2 separate regions of the Mus musculus genome follow, and region 2 is linked to region 1. The links are chromatin contacts, called in public HiChIP or PLAC-seq maps. All regions are on one chromosome and are shown on one strand. Each heading gives the region's core, a stretch centred on a gene start, on an enhancer-like site or on the middle of the called end of the contact. The rest is flanking DNA. Distances are from core to core; before and after follow the strand shown.

Region 1 (2,700 bases), core at 3-2,502:
AAACTCTGTCTTTATCCCTGTATGTCTCCCTGTCTGTCTCTCACAAAAGACACACACACACACACACACACACACACCTGATGATAGAGATACAGGCCAGAAGATTCGCTGCACTGACAACTGTGGACACTAGGGGGAGGTAGATGACCTCGTTTTAGAGCAAGGAGCTGTTTCCCTCATATTTCCTGTAACTGGCAAGAGCTCAGGGGTGAGGAAACCAGCACTGGGGAGGAAACCAGCACAGAGGGGCCAGTGCAGAGGTAACATGGTAAGAAAGCAGCCTGGGTGAGAGCCATCCCACACCAGAACACTGCATGACACAGTATGAAGGGTAACCAGTATCTATGGATTCCTCTAGGAACTCATGTCCCATAGGAACCCTGCAGGTGACAGAAAGGAGAGACATGGGTGAAGTGAGTGTCAGAGGCTCAGAAGCTATGGCCATCTGGACCCTGGATGTTGCAACTGGAGTGGGCCAACTGCAGCCCCCTCTGTCTGGCTGTGGCCCAGGGCTGTCTGTCCAGCAGCAGCCTGGGTCTACCAAGAGGTTGCAGCTGTTACCCAGTCCCAGCTCACATCAAGAGAGTCCTTTTTTCTTTCTTTTCCTTTTTCTTTTTTCCCACCGCAGAAAACATAACAGTTGAATATTAATGTGAAATCTCCCAGTTTTTAAATGCTGGCAACAGACTCAAAACTTTCCCAACTCAAGTCTCAGGGAGGAAACGTCTATGTGGCCCCACCATAGGCTTTGGGGCTACCGACACCACAGATGTAGACCAGGCTGGCCTGCCTTCTCTGGAGCATGGGGATTAGCGAGTACCAGCTGGAGGCTGAGGGTATTTTGTTTGACCCTGGGTTTGGCTTGGGGAAAGCTCTCCTGCTGTGCGTACCCCACCCCCAGCTCAGGTGTTTGGGGGGAGCAGGGGCTGTCTTTCCTGCTTCTCCCTCTCCTACACCTTCTCATCCACCTCTGGGTGGACGGGGAGTGGACGTGAAATTGTTTAAGGGAGCTTCGTGCAGCTGCTTCCTCTGAACCGAAACTTCCCCTCCCGCGGGGAGGAAGGAGGCTGGGAAGATTCAGACTGCTAGGGAGGCGATCTAGGCTCCTGATGCTCCGCGGGGTGCAGGATTCCCAAGACCCCTTCCTCCCTGCAGTTATAAAGTATCTTTGCCAGGAAGAAGAGACTCCAGTAGAGTTGCCTGTGTGTTAGGAGCTCCAGGAGGCAGCCTTCCTGAGACTCCGCCCCTTCTGGGAAGGGCTTCTGTTGCTGCTACAGCTGCCTGAGAGTCACTCGTGCTCTCTGGAGTAACTCCTGGCTGGATCTGTTTCTTTGGTTTGGTATTGTGTGTGCCTGCGCTGAGGTGAACAGATGTTTGCTCACATGTGCCCACAAAAAGCCACACAGCACGGGGCTCCTCTGTGTCAGCTTTGCTACCCCAGCAGCCCTCACAGGGAACGTGAGGGCCGTGGGTAGTGGCTTCCAGCGTGCTCTACTGGGTTCAAACCTTGTACTGCTCACGCAGAAGACCCCGGTTCAATTCCCAGCACCCACCCACGCTAACAGCTCACAACAGTCTAAAACTGAAGTTGAAGGGATCAGACACCCTCTTCTGGCTTCCTTGGGAGCCCACACACTCAACGGTATTCATACACACGCGCATACATTAAATAAGAATCATAGAAACAGATCTTGTTCAGGCATGGTGACACGCATCTTTAATCCCAGCACTCTGTCCATGTAGTGAGGTCTGTCTCAAAATAAATAAATGGATAAATACGTTTTAAAAGAAATAGAATAACATTTAGAAGCTAGACGTAGGTGGATTTCTGTGAGGCCAGTCTGCTTAACATAGTGAGTTCCAGGACAGCCGGAGAGACACAATAGAGAGAGCCGGTTTCAAGACAAACAAATAAGCAAACAAAAAGAATAAATAAACTCACAGCTACTAAGGTGTAGGTTCATGAAGGTTTGGAGTGCCTAGACCCCACCTTGGGGTCCAGCTGATGCCTGCGAAGGAAAAAAAAAAGCAGTTTTGACAGGAAACTGTGAATGAAGACATTGATGGACTAGTGACCCAGGTGCAGAGATCACCAAATAATGAATATGCTTCATGAAATGTAGAGTGTAGCATCCCGTTATTAAATCTGGCATCATCGTCCCCAGAGAGACCAGGGAGACTTCATGAAGCAACTGATGGGAACAGGTGCACTGTCCCACAGCCAAACGCTAGGCGGAGCTCGGGGGTCCTGCAGAAGAGGGGGAAGAAGGGCTGGAGTAGCCGCAGGGATCAAGGACATCACACAAAAGGGCCCACAGAATCAACTGACCAGGACTCACGGGGCTCAAAGAGATCAGGGAACCTGCAGGGGTCTGAGCTAGGTCTTGTCCTAAGAGTGGGAACAGGGGCTCTCTCTGGCTCTTCTGCCTGCCTTTGGGGCTCATTTCCTCCTACTGGGTGGCCTTGCCCAGCCTCGATGTGAGAATATGTGCCTGTCTTACTTACTGTAGCTTGTTGTGCATGTCTGGTTGATGCTCTGGAGTGGTGTGCTCTTTTCTGAGCAAAGGTGAAAGGAGAAGAGACTAGGGGGAGGGGACGAAGGGGAAACTGTGGTCAGGATGTAATATATGTGAGAAGAAGAAATTAAAAGGAAAAAATGGTAATATAAAGCTGGGAGTCAGGTGCTCCTCTGATTGGCTC
Region 2 (2,700 bases), core at 81-2,580, 780 kb before region 1:
TTTGCATGTGTGTGACCTTCCTGCTGCACATGCAGAGCCTTTCCTGAGTTTTTCTTTTCTCATGTTAGATTGCTTTATCGTTTACCTGTCATTAGCATTTGAACTAGAAAGCACACTAGGCACTTGTCTTAGGGATAATCTCTTACCAGTCCAACTTTAGGAGCTATCTAGGGCCTTGGAACTGTTTTGGGCCAATTATTACTTCAGTGCTCCTGGCCATATGAGGGTGAAGATGTAAATATTTCCAACCTACCCAGGAGAACCTCAGAGCATGTCTACACTGATTCTTCCCAGGGATTTGAGATATGGATAAGTAACAGGGCTCTCTCTCACTCCTGCTTTGGGCCAGATGCTGGTCTCTAGTTTCACTTGCTGTGTGTCTCAACTATACACTGAGACTATGCCTCCAAATCACACCTAGCTCTCCTTCTTCCAGCTCAAGACCTCTCGTTAGCTGTCCCTTTCCCTGCTGGCCATGATGTCATAATAGGTTCATAATGATGCCTACTGAGAGTATAGAGCTAGCAAGACAGCTTTTTAGTGGTGCCTTCTCTGTGATTGGTTGGGTATCACTGACCCAGACAGAGTGGGTAAGCTAAAAATATTTGCCCATAATGTAAACCCTGCCCCCCAGCCTTTAGCTGCTGGTGGAACAGCTGCTTTTCAGTTTGAATTGTTAATACCACAAACTCCACTTTGCTAGAAATGGGGCTTCTTTATGAATAGTTCCAGATATTGCCAGGTGGGAGTAAAGACATATTTGGCTACCTGCTGGTGAAGATGCCCATCCTTTTGCCCAACTGTAGCCAAGAATATTCTTCCCCATTGGACTCCTCTCATTTCTAGGAAAGTCTAACCAATGCCAGGAATGGAGTGGGAGGGGCTAGCCTAGAGCCGAATGCTGCAGGGGATTGTGGGCAATGGAATGTGGATTGCTGACATCATGTCCTTTTGCTCTCGCTTGTTGTAGGAGCACCAAAGACCAAGAGGAGACCAGATGAGTTTTCAGAGCAGTTCTCAGACACCCAGGACGCATGTCATCCTTTGCCTCGTGCTTTCTGCAATGTTGCTGCTCACCTTCATCTTTCTATTAACCCTCGCCATAACAATCCCCTCCTGACACCACCACCTCTTCTCCATTAATCACCCACTCAGCTCTCTCTGAGGTGTCTCTCCCATGGGGCATGGCTTTGTCTCTGGCAGGCTCCCCTTGAATCATATCCAGATGGCTACCATTTACTTCCTTTTCCTCTGTCTCCTCTTCACACCAGACTCAGTTAACACTCAGTCCCTTGATCAGGAAAACCGGAGAAAAAGTTCCCTTTTCTAAAAAGGAAGTCAGAGCGTGCTCTGCTGGAGCCACCATGCTCAGGGAAGAGACCCAAAATACAGCTGAGTGTGATGTCATTGAAACCAGATGGAAAGACCAGAAATCCCTTAATCCCAGTCAGACCTAGTGAAGCTTTACTTGTGACTGTTGGGACTGATTAAGAATATGGGGGCAGGGAGGAAGAGAGGGAGAAAGATGTTCTGAATTGGATTGCCCTTCAATACAGAATGGAATCCCCTAGTTTTTTTGTCCTCCAATTAAATGTGCATTTCATTCTACCACATTGTGATGGCTTCACTGTAGATGTTTCCTCTGGAGACCCAAGGCTTTTTTTCTTCATGGGTCACAAGACCACAAGCCACCAGATGATGAGGTAAGTGACAGTGTCTGGGGTCCTTTGTAATGACCTCAGAAATCCAGTGCTGATGAAAACCCACCTTAGGAGACAGCAAGGTTTGTCCCCTGTTCAGTCCCTCTTGACTTGAGCCCTTGCAGGGAACCCCAGAACAGCGAGGAATTTTAGTGGGGCTCCACACCACTCTGGGAAGCAAAGCTGATGCTGAAGATTGGTTACATCAGAAGTTGGGAATGTCATTGAATCTCTCTCTCTCTCTCTCTCTCTCTCTCTCTCTCTCTCTCTCTCTCTCTTAAAAAAATCAGACAGGCCTTACTGGCACATTCCTATAAGCCCAACTACATGGGAAACTGAGGCACAAAGATTGTCATTTCAAGACCTACCTGGGCAACAGAATGAGTTTAGGGCCAGCCCAGGTGACTTAGTAAGACATATCTCAGAATAAAATAAAAAAAAAGCTGAGCCTACAGCTCAGTGGTGAAGAACTTGTGTAGTATGTGTGAGACCCTGGGTTCTCTCCTCAATACTCAGACAAAACATAAATGTAGTCCCTCCTTTTTTTCCATATTTAGGAATAACATAGAATTATTACCAAGTACTATCAATGAGATACTAGGGGTTTTTATATGTAAGCCGAGTCTCCCTTCTTAACAACATAATTCAAAATGAATTCATTAATCAATAGATACCTTTAAAAAATCAATAGATACTTGCCAAGAAGTGCAAACATGAGTCAGGTATGTTAGCCAGTGCTTCCTCTGTGTTTCACAGCATAGATCTATGGGATGAGAACTACAGAAGCACAAGCCACATTCCCTATTATTGGCCTATCAGACTTAAGCTACTAGATCAACAGACAATGGCAATGATGACTTATGGGTAGAGTGTTCTGCTAATTTTGATCCACTAAAGCCTCATTAGTTCGTGATAGTACTGACTCTGCCTCCTGAGTTCTGGGAGATAGATCACTGTCCATCACAAGCTAAACCCCCCACAATTGTCTCTAAGCATCCCT

The links. HiChIP or PLAC-seq counts read pairs in DNA pulled down with a chosen protein or histone mark.
Region 2: an H3K4me3 HiChIP or PLAC-seq map of bone marrow-derived macrophages shows a contact between it and region 1, with 5 times the contacts expected there. The contact joins two enhancer-like sites. A contact is called at or near these places in 2 of 115 datasets of contacts at active chromatin or transcription factors (bone marrow-derived macrophages and pancreatic cancer cells).

The regions. Positions count from the first base shown.
Region 1 is chr2:93,468,868-93,471,567 of GRCm38.p6, reverse strand. Gm10804 (predicted gene 10804) reads right to left here. Exons shown (of 5, transcript NR_040532.1): 5 at 1,694-2,700. Among named protein-coding and RNA genes, the nearest start is that of Cd82, 7.7 kb to the right of the region's middle. Within about 2 kb of position 1,252, at least 120 of the 459 cell types and tissues checked have an H3K27ac peak or open chromatin away from gene starts, as enhancers often do. A contact at or near this core is called in bone marrow-derived macrophages, where this site is marked.
Region 2 is chr2:94,250,786-94,253,485 of GRCm38.p6, reverse strand. Mir670hg (a long non-coding RNA gene) reads left to right here. Exons shown (of 8, transcript XR_003953878.1): 2 at 971-2,700. Among named protein-coding and RNA genes, the nearest start is that of Mir670, 9.3 kb to the left of the region's middle. Within about 2 kb of position 1,330, at least 4 of the 459 cell types and tissues checked have an H3K27ac peak or open chromatin away from gene starts, as enhancers often do. A contact at or near this core is called in bone marrow-derived macrophages, where this site is marked.